Linked DNA regions of Mus musculus: all the other regions are linked to region 2. A link is a contact called in public Hi-C and HiChIP or PLAC-seq data. All regions are on one chromosome and are shown on one strand. Each heading gives the region's core, a stretch centred on a gene start, on an enhancer-like site or on the middle of the called end of the contact. The rest is flanking DNA. Distances are from core to core; before and after follow the strand shown.

Region 1 (4,150 bases), core at 1,277-3,776, 120 kb after region 2:
GCCTTGCCATCCCACTTCTTGTTTGCACGTTTTGAGACGGGGCCTTCTGCAGCTCAGGCTGGCCTTCCACACAGCCTTCTTGCACAGGTTACAGGTGTGTGCCGCCACACGCTAAGTTCAAGGGATTTGTTTTTAAAAACACAGATTTTGTTCTTATTGAACTTACATTTAAAATGATTGGCACCCCTTTCATGTTTTGTTACTTGTATTCTGTGTCCTGTCCCATGATGGTTTTCCACCATAGATTTTCTCTGTTAAGAATGACTAGGGCTGGGCTGGAGAGATGGCTCAGCGGTAAAGGACACTGCTGCCAAGCCTCACACCCTGGTTCAGTGCTTGGTTTACATTGTGGAAAGTGAAAGCAGATTCTTGAAAATTGTCCTCCAGGAATATGCACCAGGGCATGTGCATATGTGCGCATGCTCAAAATGTTAAAAGAGTAGTATGTAGGCCTGGAGTGTGTGACTGGCTGTGCACTGTGGAGCCGTGACACCTGGCCTTAGCTGTAGTCCTGATCTGTGTGACCATGGGCAAGGTACTTCCTTCTTTGTGCCGCCAGATTCTTACCCATAATGCTTTCCTCATGCTGGATTGGATTTAAAGCATTAGGTAAGATTCTAGTAAGCTTTAGCTTTGGTTTGCTCAAGGCTTGAGATTCTCACACTAACCTACATGTCCATAAGAGAGAATTGCCAGGTTTGAGATGTCAATTTCACTTGATAGGATGAAGCAAAGCCCTTCCCTTGCTTGCCTGCCCTCTGCCTTGACAGACCTCTCATCCGGTCTCCCTGTCAGCCCTTCCAAGTGACCTGCTTGGAGGCTGCTGAGTGTGGACCCCTCTTGAGGAAGGCAGCACCTTACCACCGTCCAAAGGCTGACCTTGAACTCGTTATGTAGTCCTTGCTGGGGCGGGAACTCCTTCTCATTTGCTGGGTTGAGATTGGTGGTGGGGACTTTTAAAATCAATGCTTTAAAATGCCCCAAATGGTGTGTGCAAACAGCAGAAGAACCTTCCCCTTGTGGCCCTCGGCCTAGCACATTGTGAAGTCTACACCTAGGCACTACAACTGTAAATCCTAGCCAAGTAGACAGCAACCTGGGCTGCTCTGCGGCGCCCCCTCCTGGGGAGCCAGAGAGGAGCAGGTGGGGACATTTCTTGTGCTCATCCAAACCTTGTCACACTATTACCTCCTGGGTGAATTTATTAAAGGAAAGTCCAATAGAACATTTAAACATTAACTCATGTTTATCCTAATGTTCAATAGTTCACTTTGTTTTCTATATGGGAGCAAAGCCCCTCAACTTGACCTTGCCTGGTCGATGACTTAGGGTAGGTGGTCTCTGCAGCTAGAAGCCACGGGGCTCCTGTAGCATCTGGAGTTAGGAGTGACCCCGGTCCCTAGTTCTGGATGTAAATCTGTGGAGTAGGCTTTCAAAGGCTCAAAGATGGCTGGGAAGCTAGAACTTTGGAGGCTGTAAAATAAGAAAAGAGGAGAAACTGAAACTAACAAATGTTTAAAGAAATGCCTTCAAAACCTAGCATGTCAACTTCAATATTTGTTAATTTTAGTATCCCTACAAATGTCATTATATTTGGAAACAATTTGTAAACTGCATTTGGCAAACGCTCCAGAATCCGCAGCATGACTGTAGCCATAGCCAGTTCTAAACTAAAGGAGTTACTCAGTCGGGTAACTTCAAAAGCGGCTTCCAAAGCAAGTCAAAGGGGCCCCTTTAAACCAAAGACGAGTTACATCGAATGAGGATGTGTGTGCGTTTGAATGTTGGTTACTCTTGGAGGGGAGCGTCCTCAGAATCAGATGCTGGGTCTGCACAGAGCTCAGGAGAGCCCTACCCTCCGCCCCGCCCGCTTCCAGATAAGATTGGTTCAGCCTCAGGTCCAGCCTTCAGATTGGTTCTTCTTCCTGGTTGGACAAGCTGAGCAGAACTGCTGTCTCTGCTGCAGTGCAGCCTGGCTCCTGTCAGCAAAGCAGCCACATGGAGGGTTAGATGTCCAACTCCACTTCGCTCCTGAAAAACTGGCCTGGTTGTGAGCCTCTTGGCTGGGCAAGTCAGCCCTGAAACATACAAACAGGTAGAGGAGTAAAGTCCTGCCTACCCCAACCTGGGATCCTGAGGAAATGAGGGGACTAGGGTGTGTTTATAGCACCCTGAACACAGAGGTCCAAGTTCTTTCTGTGTGAGTGTGTGCAATGTACTAAGGGCTGCTTTGCATGTCAGCCGGCATCATATTCCCACTCTTTCATTTTGATGCGGAGGTGCTTTCTCTATCCCAAGCTTGCTTGACTCACTCCGTAGCCCTGGCTGGCTTTGAATTAACAGCAGTCATTCTGCCTCACTCGGCGTAAGTACTGAGATTGCAGGCATTCACCTCCAAGTCTGGCATTCTCCTGCCCCCAAAGAGAAACACCAGGTTCAGTGAGGTTGAGGAAGTACAGAGCTGACCCCTCAGCCACTCTACTGTGGCCCTTAACGTCTGTATCTGGTTGAGGGCAGAAGTTGTCTCTGAGAAGGGACAATGTCCTGCCTCTTCCTGGCAGGAGTGAGCTAGATGTGGCTGATAGCTGTGGGAGTGGAGAAGAGCATTTAGAAAGGCAGTTAAGAGCTGTAGTTAAGCTGGGTGGTGGCAGCCCATGCCTTTAGGCTCAGCACTTGGGAGGCAGAGGCAGGGGCAGAGGTGGGGGGGGGGGGGAGGGGCAGAGAGGCAGAGAGGCAGAGAGGCAGAGAGGCAGAGGGATCTCTGAGTTTAAGGTCAGTCTGATCTACAGAGCAATTTCCAGGACAGCCAAGGCTATGCAGAGAAACTCTGTCTTTAAAAAAACCAAAGCTAACTAACCAAACAAAAATCTGTAGTTAATGGCTGGAGGGCTGGCTAAGTGGTTAATAACACTGGCAGTTCTTCCAGACACTCTCCAACACCAACGTGGCAGCTCACAATTGTCTGCAACTCCAGTTGTAGGAGATCCAACTTCTGACCTCGGTAGGAATATGGTGCGCAGACATCCATGTAAGCAGAACACCCATGCACATAAAATAAAAATAATGAGTACAACTAAAAAGGAAGATCAGTGGTTAGGGCCTAGGGGGGTAACAGGTAACAGCTGGTATAGCACTTGCCTCTCAAGTACAAAGACCTAAGATCAGTTCCCAGAATCCCAGAGCTGGGGAGGTGCGGGCAGGAGGCTCACTGGGGATCGCTGGCCAGCTAGTCTAGCCTAATTGTCTCAAATGAGGTAGACAATGTTCTAGAGAATTATATCTGAGATTGTCTACTGACCTTTAACGTGTGTGTGTGTGTGTTTTAAGATTTATTTATTTATTATATGTAAGTACACTGTAGCTGTCTTCAGACACTCCAGAAGAAGGCATCAGATTTCGTTACAGATGGTTGTGAGCCACCATGTAGTTGCTGGGATTTGAACTTGGGACCTTCGGAAGAGCAGTCGGCGCTCTTAACCACTGAGCCATCTCACTAGCCTATGTGTGTGTTTTAAAAAAACAGGGCTGTGCCGGGCAGTGGTGGCGCACGCCTTTAATCCCAGCACTTGGGAGGCAGAGGCAGGTGGATTTCTGAGTTCAAGGCCAGCCTGGTCTACAGAGTGAGTTCCAGGACAGCCAGGGCTACACAGAGAAACTCTGTCTCGAAAAACAAAACAAAACAAAATAAACAAACAAAAAACAGGGCTGTATAAGTAGCCATAGTGTCATGATTGGCTGGCACAGTCTGACAAAAGATTGAGAGCATGCATGCTGAGAGGTGGGGACAAGTCCAAATCTCTCTAGGCAAGAGAACGAAAGCTCAGAGTCCATAACTTTTTCTGAGAGCTCATGTTAATAAGTGACAGTGTGTCAGAGTGTGTTAACGTTGTCACTGGGGCAGAAACCTGGGGTAACTTAAAAGAAGGAGAAGTTTATCTTGGCTCACATTCAGAGGCCTGCATCCGTGTCCACTTGCTCCTTTCGCTATGGACTGGTGACAGCACAGCACTCAGTAGAGGGAGCATGTGATGGAGAAGGTCCCTTTACCTCCTGGAGACCAGGAGGCATCACACAGGGTCCTAATATCCTCCTCAAAGGCAAGGTACCAACTTCTCTAACTCCGGGGCCTCCACTAAGGGCACTCTTTTTT
Region 2 (4,236 bases), core at 875-3,374:
TGGTGGCTGGAAGGTTTCTCCACACCCCGACACCAGCAGCGGCAAGGGGTGAGGTACAAGTATATGAGGACCAGAACCACACTGAGGATACAGCCCACCAGGGTAGTGTAGGCTGTGTTGAGGGTGTCATGGTGTCCGTGCAAGGTGAAGTTATACACTTTCAACTCCACAGACAGTGTCTCGTTGAAAGTCTCCCCCATGGCGTAACAGGTATACACACCCCCATCCTCGACCTGCACCTTTTTAAAAAAAAGGTCGCCATTCCTCACGCTCACCGAGCCATTGGACCCCTGACTTAGCACCTGTTCATTGCTTGGGGACACCCACACTTTGGTCATGCCTTGCTGTTTGGTGTCACACCTGATGGTCAAGGTGTCTCCCAGGTGAGCCTCCCAGGCACTTTCCTTGTACTCGCTGCAATTGAAGAAATCCAGGCTGAAGATGTTGTGCAGCTTCTTGGAGTGCATGCAGTACAGGTCCTCCTGGAAGTCCATCACAGAGCTCAGCTGCCGGTACTGCCAGTGCGAAAAGAGCTGGTAGAGCTTGCAGTCGCACTCCAAGGGGTTGTTATGCAGGTATAGCCCATTCTTGACCCAGGCTGGCAATTTCTGCAGGTCAGTCAGGGGCAACTTCTTCAGCTTGTTGGAGGACAGATCCAAGAGCATCAGTTTGGGTAATTTGTTCCCATCCTTGATCAGTTCCACAGGAAAGCGAGAGATCTGATTCTGGCTTAAGTAGAGTTTCTGCAGCTGGGCCATGTCCTCAAAGGCATTCCGGTCCACCACCACAATGTGGTTATTGTAGAGCAACAGCACTTCCAGCGCCTGCAGGTCGCTGAACAGGAACTCATCCAGCGTGTGAAGATGGTTGGAGGAGAGGTCCAAGTACCTAAGGTTGGGTACGGGGACGAAGGCCTCGGAGGAGATGAAGTTCAGGTGGTTGTGGCTCAGCAGCAGGGAGTGCAGGTTGGTCAGCCGGGTGGGGGTCCACTCGGCCCGCAGCCTGCTCAAGTTGTTGTGGCTGAGGTCCAGCAGTGCTGTGTAGCTGGGCAAAGATTGGGGCACATTGGGCAGCTGCTGCTTGGAGCAGCTGAGGATGTTGCTGGCGCACAGGCAGTTGGCGGGACAACTAACCACAGATCGGCCGGCCCTGGCTACCTCAAAGAGAAGCAGGAACACGGAGAGCAGCAGGAGCCAGAGGCCTCGCAGGTCACGCTGGGGTTGCATAGTGTCACTGGGAAGAGCGAGGAAGGCCACAGGATCTGGGAGGGAGTCACCCCGGCATGTTCTGGTGGAGTATGGAAGGGTCACTTTCACTACAGGCTTGGGAGAAAGAGGATGGGTTTGTAGTCACCAAAGACTCAAGAGGGAAAGACCACCACTCCCACTTTCCTCTCCCACCCTTTGGTGAGCAGAGAGGGTAAGCTATCCCGGGTAGTTCCCAGGCACAGTGAGGCAGGCTGTGGGCTCAAAATACTAGGACATCAGAGGCATAGGCGCAAAGGCCCAGTGGGCTGGGGTCGCCGGTCTAGAGTGAGAGTGTACACAGCGTGTCCCCTGTGGTGGCAGTGGTGGGGTGTCACCAGGGATTGCAAGCTCTGGGTTTGGAGGCGGGGTCATCAGGGCCTTTCCCGAGGAACCCAGGGAAGGTCAACAGGGTACTAGGCTGAGAAGGGCCGAAGGTTCCCGGGGCCTGTGGCGCGGGTTCCCTCCCTAGACCCTCGGGTCACTGCACCTGCTCGGCGAGGATGCGTCTCAGCCCATGGCCAGTCCAGGAGCTCCGTCGCGGCCTCCCCCGTCCGCGCCTCCCCGGCCGGCCTGTCACAGCGCCCAGCGTACGTAGGGGCCCGCGCCCGGCGACATCGCCTGCGAGGAACTTGCTGGGTTCCGCGCTGTCCACCCGCGCCGCCGCCGCGCCCGGACCGCCGCGCCCGTCCACCCGAGCCCACCTGGCACGACTGCCGCCTCCGGAGCCACGGGCCAGGCGAGAAGCAGTGCGGCGAGCGGGAGACGCCGCGATCCCAGCCGAGGGAGCAGCGTGGGGGCAGCGAGCACCGCGCGCGCGCCCGCCCGCCCGCCGCCGCCCGCCGCCGCCGCCGCCGGAGCCTCCGGGCGCGTGCGCGCGGCGGGGGCGGGGCGCACGTGCGTGTGTTTGTCTCCGGCTCCCGGCGGACGCGCGGGCTGCCGGCTGCAGTCGGGGGTCATTTCCTCTGCCATCCCGGGCTGGGCCCAGAGCTAGCGAGCGTGGCCCCTCAAAGCGCCTCTCTTCCCTAGCCTCCCTTTCTCCATTCTCTTCATGCCCCAGTAACGTTCCTCCTACCCAAACCCCCTGTCGGGAAAAGTAAGTCTAAGAGTAGTGAGTTCGCTGGAACCAGTGAACTGACTCTGGGACAAGAAGCGGCACGCGTCTTTTAATTTTCCAAATTAAAGAAATCTGGCTCGCCTCCCGCTGTCAGTGTTGGCGGGAAATTCATTAGTCACGTTTTTTTTTTTTTTTTTTTTCGTTCCTTCTGCTTTCTCTGCGCAGCTGTGAAGTCACTAAAATTTGGGAGAAGAGCTTTATTTTGCTTTTTTGTTTTTGTTTTTGTTCTTCCCTCTCTACTTTTGATGTCACTAGTCTATACTTCTTGGAGTACCATAGAAGAACACAGCTGCTTAGCCTGCAAGCTTGCTAGTCACGACTGGGCTTGGGAGGCGTGTCCTTCCACAGACAACCCACCTTGCCTCCCCACTTCCCGTCCTATCCAGCTCTCCCATTTATCTTCTTCCCGAAGCAGTACCTGCACTTCCTGGTTGTCAGATCTTGATACTTTCTCTATTAATTCTCAAAGGTGAAGACCAGTGGTGGGCGTTGAGGTGTTTTCTGTAAGATGGTTTCTGTAAGATGGCCTCCCTAAGCACAAAGAAGCTGTTAATCAAAGTATGAAAATTGATGATTGGGGGCAAGGCCCAGGAATGACCAAGACCATGTCATCCAAGAATTCATTCTTGAGATACTGGGCACAGAGGGAGAAATTAGCAAGTTTTTCTTTCCAGTCTTTTACAGTAGCAAGACCACACCTGAAATTAACCTCTCAACAAATTAGCTTGCTAAGAGTTTAAAAAAGAAAAAAGCTAGATCTCTCCCATGTTTTACTGTGAATTTAAGTGACTGTATTATCTCTTCTAGGGGTATTAGCACATTAAACTTATGCATGATCTGGAAAGATTTTTTTTTTTCCTCTTTCCTGTTTAATCCAGGCATGGTGAAAAGTCGAGAAGGGTGAGTAGTCCTTTTTGGAGGAGAAGGAAAGAGGAATCAGGAAATCAATGGCTGTGAAACACAATTTCTGTTGGCTAGAGATGCTAGGGTATTTCTCAGTTACAGGCACATGCCACGTGGAAGCTCGGTCATCAGAAAACTTGACTGGGACGGGAGGGTCAGCTTTCACAGAGGGTCACATGAGTCCCTCAGATGGTTGGCTGTTGTTGTCAAGAAACCTCAATGACTCTCCAGGTCAGGTCTCAAGACTGCTTAAGTGCCCTGATGGAACAGCTTCTGGCAGGTGAGAGATCCAAGAGCCTGCAAGACAGAAGTCACAATGACCCAGCTCTTTCAAGTCTTGCTGCCATCTCCACTTTGTTCACAGAGACAGATCCTGATGGAAAGAGACCACACAAGGGCATGAATTCCAGTAGAAGAGGATTGCTGGGGGACCTCTTGAAGCTGTTATCATACACATGGTCTCTGAAGTTGCATCTTCCTTTCTTTCTTTCTTTCTTTCTTTCTTTCTTTCTTTCTTTCTTTCTTTCCTTTGGGTTTTTCTCGAGACAGGGTTTCTCTATGTAGGCTGTCCTGGAACTCACTCTGTAGACCAGGCTGGCCTCGAACTCAGAAATCCATCTGCCTCTGCCTCCCAAGTGCTGGGATTAAAGATGTGCACCACCACTGCCCAACGCATCTATTTTTTAATTTTGAAAATTTTTCAATCATACTGAAAGTATGCAATGAACGCCTATAAATCCACTATCCTTATTCAATAGCTGACAAGGAAATACTATCATTGTATTTTATGCAAATATCCCTGGAAAAAATGCATGTTCCCCCTACTCTGCTTTGCCCTCCCCTACATTTCCTTTAGACTCCAGCATTCTAGGCTCTCATCTAACTGTCTATCCTTCTATCTGTCTATCCGTCTATCCCATTCCTCTTTCTACTATGTTTGAAGGTAGGGAAAACAAGGTAACAAAAAGGAAA
Region 3 (3,935 bases), core at 196-2,695, 130 kb before region 2:
AGGGCAGCAATGCTGGCAGCTGCCTACTCTAGACCAAGCTCTCTCTGTCACTCCATGCCATGCATTGCAGAGTCCTCACCTCATGGTGACCCTGAGGTGAGCACTGCTATCATCCTCCTTTAAAACTAATAGAAAGTCTTTGTATTGTGTTTTATAAAGATAAAGAGAGAAGGAATATGTTTGGTGTAGGTGCGGTAAGGTGTGGGGGGAAAAAGGGGTGCCTCTGCCGGCCCATGCTGAGGCATCCCTTCCCCCTGTATAGAATAGTTTATTCAGCACAAGGGAGGGGATCTGAGAGACCAGTAGAGAAAGAGAAAGGCAGAGAATGAGAGCAGAGGAGTAGAGGCCAGCCATGAGCATGTGGTGGTGGTGGTGGGGAATGGGGAGAGAGGGAGAGCGGGAAGAGAGGACAGAGCTAGAGCAAGAGAGAGGGGAATGGAGCAGCCCCTTTTATAGTGAGTCAGGCACACCTGGCTGTTGCCAGGTAACTGTGGGCGGAGCCTAGATAAAAATGCTAACACTTAGGAGGCTGCATGACTTGTTTGTTGTAGTAAATATCAATATTAATTGGTGGTTTCTATCCCACCTTCTATCTTTCAGTTCCTAGATAAAAGACACAACACTTTTGTATTTACAATAAGCCTCAGACAGCACTAGAGCTAGGTAGATATCAACCCTCTATGTTATTATGTCTACTTCCCTGCCAATAACCCCAAGATATGATATGATGGTTTGAATATGCTTGGCCCAGGGAGTGACACTATTTGGAGGTGTGGCCTTGTTGGAAGTGTGTCACACTGTGGGTGTGGGCTTTAAGGCCTTCATCCTAGCTGCCTGGAAGTCAGTCTTCTCTTGGCAGCCTTCAGATGAAGATATAGAACTCTCAGCTCTTTCTGCACCATGCCTGCCTGGATGCTGCCATGTTCCCACCTTGATGACAATGGACTGAACCTCTAAACCTGTAAGCCAGTCCCAAGTAAATGTTGTCCTTAGAAGACTTGCCTTGGTCATGGTGTCTGTTCACAGCAGTAAAACCCTAATTAAAACATATGAGTTGCTATGCTCTGCCTGGGCAGCTCTTACTCCAACTGACCAGCTCTCATGGCCTTTTTTTTTTTTTTTTTTTTTAAGATTCACCTACCCCCTCGCCTCTTCTCCTCTCCCCACCTCTCTCTCTCTCTTCCTTCTGTGGTCCTCTCCTCGACCCCATGCTGGGAACCAAAGCCCCGCCTTCTTCTGCCCAGCTCTAGGCTGTGGGCATCTTTATAGTTTTATAGGTTACACAGCATCACTTGGTTTTTGTGAGGATCTCCTCACCCCTAGGGGCAGCCAGACCTCGGGGCCAGTATTTAGCATTGCAATACATAGCAAGAGACCAAACTCAACACTTGTTCAAGGTTACTCTGCAAATGATAGTGCAGAGAGTCAACCCTTGGCCTGCCTGCCAGCTAAACCTTGGCAGCCCTTTGCTTTTCTGTGTTGCTTCCCAAGACAATACAGCTGCATGGTAGATAGAGCACTGGAGGGGAAAATCAGGGAGAACTGTAAACAAACTAAGATGACACTCTGCACGGTCACTCGTGCTTCCTGTTAGGATTTCCAAGTGTTTTATAAGGTGATGCAAAAAAAAAGATAAGCTAGTGAGGAAGGCGACACTGAGCAGGACTTCATTAGAGCAAGGACTCTTTTTTTTTTTTTTTTTAATTCTTTGAGTCAGGGTTTCTCTGTGTAGCCCTGGCTGTCCTGGAACTCACTTTGTAGACCAGGCTGGCCTTGAACTCAGAAATCTGCCTGCCTCTGTCTCCCAAGTGCTGGGATTAAAGGCATATGCCACCAATGCCCGACTTAGAGCAAGGATTCTTAAGTGCTAGAAACAGGTACTAAATTCAGTCTACAAAGTTTTAAATATATCTTTTCCTCTCCAAACAGGAGACTAGCTTTGATTATTTAGCTGCTGTTCTAATTACATAAACAATGGCACCGTCTATGGGCCTTTTTAATACCCAGACTCTATAATATACTGACAATCCATAAGAAACAAGGAAAACCACATGCTTGGTATAAAAACTCACAGAAGTCAAGGCATCCAGCCAAGCAGCTATTTGTTCACTCAACTAACACTCTGCCTGCCTACTCTGTATTAATAACTTGGCCAGCAGCTAGAGAGTCTCCAGTTAGTGCAGTGCCCAGCCTTCATGGGGCTTTGGCAATTCCAACATGTGACTGACTCCTTGGCCTACAGAAGTATTTGCTTATTTTAAGCCAGCATTGCTGTGCTCAATAGAGTGCTCTGGCTCCAGGCCCCTGGGCAGAGAAGTCAAAGATCACACCTGCTGGAGGAGGGAAGTGGGGTTGAAGCATTTCAGAGCCTCAGCATCAGTTCCCTGCACCTGGGCCAAGAGCAGCTGTAGAACAATCAAGTGAAGAAGAGTTACAGCCCAGCAGGGCTCCCAGAGGCCTCTGGCTCCTGTGGTGTTTCTAGAATGGGCTGCTGGGATTTTGTGATTCATTTAGGTCCCTTGGGAAGAGATGGGACAGAAATACAGGATAAAGACGATAATGACTTACTTTAGAGTGCTAGCAGCTCTGCATCCTGCTGAGGAATGGAGCCTACTATTCAAGTTGCAGAAGACACACCGATGTCATGACACATGTTCCCACCCTCATCACCTAGTGTGAACTGTAGTAACGAGGTTGACTGAAATAGGGTGATCTAAAAAGCTCCCTTCCTAGGCAGAAATGACCATGCACCATCATAAAAATAACCCATTTAGACTCCAAAACATTAAATAAAAGTTTGTTTGAAAATTTTTTTTAAAAAATCGATTCATAGCATATAGATGCAGAAAAACCACACTGCCTTTCTGTCAGTAAGAATCCATGAGATTCGCATGGGTACACGCGCCTGTAGCGCCAGCCTTTACCTGGTGTCATCAACCTCCTCTCCTTCCAGGTAAGTCCCTTCTCATTTTTTTCTTAAGGTTGCTACATTGTTATCCAAAAGTGGGCTGAGCACCATAGTCTGCTGGACTTCTAAGATCAAAATTAACTGTTGAAATATTGTGACAGTTAAGGCAGAACCTTTGTCGTTCCTGTGTGGTCAAATGTCCCTGGGACGTGTTATCTGTCTCACCTTCGATACAACTTGGACTGTCCAAAGCTCACAATTACCAGAGGCACTTGGAAAGTGGTCAGGACGAGAATAACCTGCAGGGGACAAAAGCATTCTGTTGATAAGAGATGATAGACAATGACGATAAGCTGCGTCTCAAAGACTGATGGTGACAGCTCTGCTTTCTAGAAACCTGTAATGCAACATAGCTGAAGTCTAGGAAGGGCCAAGGAACGTGGGTCCGTGAGGATCTGAAAGTTCCTGTCTCATCCCATCGCTTACACTTGAAGCAGTGAGTCGGAGATGCTCAAGTGCATATAATGAAGGAGCCATCTAATTTGTATCTATATAAGAAAAAAAATCTCCTTTTTCTGCCCCCCAGAGGTTAGCATTCCACATATGTTTGGGCATCTTCTCCTTCAGGTTGCTAGTTCTCTGTGTAATTCATTTTTGTGAACAATTATTTTCTATGCAAAAATATACATGAGAAAAAGAATCTAGATAAATTAGTACAGGCATCTAGAGTATCAAAAATCCACGTAATAAGAAATCCTAGCTAGGCACGGTGGTCCACACCTGTGATCCCAGCAGTAGGGGGCAGAGGTAGGAGGATCAGGAGGCGTTCAAGGCCAATTTAGCCATATTTAAAGCTAGCCTGGCTACTTAAGACTGTGTCTCTGGGGAAAAACAAAACAAAACACAACTTAGAGTTACCAAGGATCTTGGCTAAGTGAATAGATTATAGAAATTAGGGCATATGTCAAAATTGAGAAAAACTAATACACACTTAAGAAAACTCTACTGGGGAGTTTAAAGGGTAATT

Evidence for each region. A called contact is a pair of places that touch in the nucleus more often than the background predicts. HiChIP or PLAC-seq counts read pairs in DNA pulled down with a chosen protein or histone mark.
Region 1: an H3K4me3 HiChIP or PLAC-seq map of intestinal villus epithelium shows a contact between it and region 2, with 5 read pairs. The contact joins the enhancer-like site here to the promoter of Amigo1 in region 2. A contact is called at or near these places in 3 of 39 promoter capture datasets (HPC-7-derived erythroid cells, liver and neutrophils), 1 of 484 Hi-C or Micro-C datasets (muscle stem cells), 1 of 115 datasets of contacts at active chromatin or transcription factors (intestinal villus epithelium) and 3 of 9 other capture datasets (adipose tissue, liver and pancreatic islet).
Region 3: a contact with region 2 is called in a Hi-C map of liver, with 2.3 times the contacts expected there. The contact joins the enhancer-like site here to the promoter of Amigo1 in region 2. A contact is called at or near these places in 1 of 484 Hi-C or Micro-C datasets (liver) and 1 of 9 other capture datasets (liver).

What each region holds. Positions count from the first base shown.
Region 1 is chr3:108,067,452-108,071,601 of GRCm38.p6, reverse strand. No RefSeq gene overlaps it. Among named protein-coding and RNA genes, the nearest start is that of Gm12500, 16 kb to the left of the region's middle. Within about 2 kb of position 2,526, at least 67 of the 459 cell types and tissues checked have an H3K27ac peak or open chromatin away from gene starts, as enhancers often do. A contact at or near this core is called in intestinal villus epithelium, liver, muscle stem cells and 1 more, where this site is marked.
Region 2 is chr3:108,184,177-108,188,412 of GRCm38.p6, reverse strand. It overlaps Amigo1 (adhesion molecule with Ig like domain 1), which reads right to left and starts at 2,124. Exons shown (of 2, transcript NM_146137.3): 1 at 1,735-2,124; 2 at 1-1,322. The coding sequence starts at 1,226.
Region 3 is chr3:108,309,416-108,313,350 of GRCm38.p6, reverse strand. Sort1 (sortilin 1) reads right to left here. Exons shown (of 20, transcript NM_019972.3): 3 at 3,134-3,207. Among named protein-coding and RNA genes, the nearest start is that of Sort1, 27 kb to the right of the region's middle. Within about 2 kb of position 1,445, at least 26 of the 459 cell types and tissues checked have an H3K27ac peak or open chromatin away from gene starts, as enhancers often do. A contact at or near this core is called in liver, where this site is marked.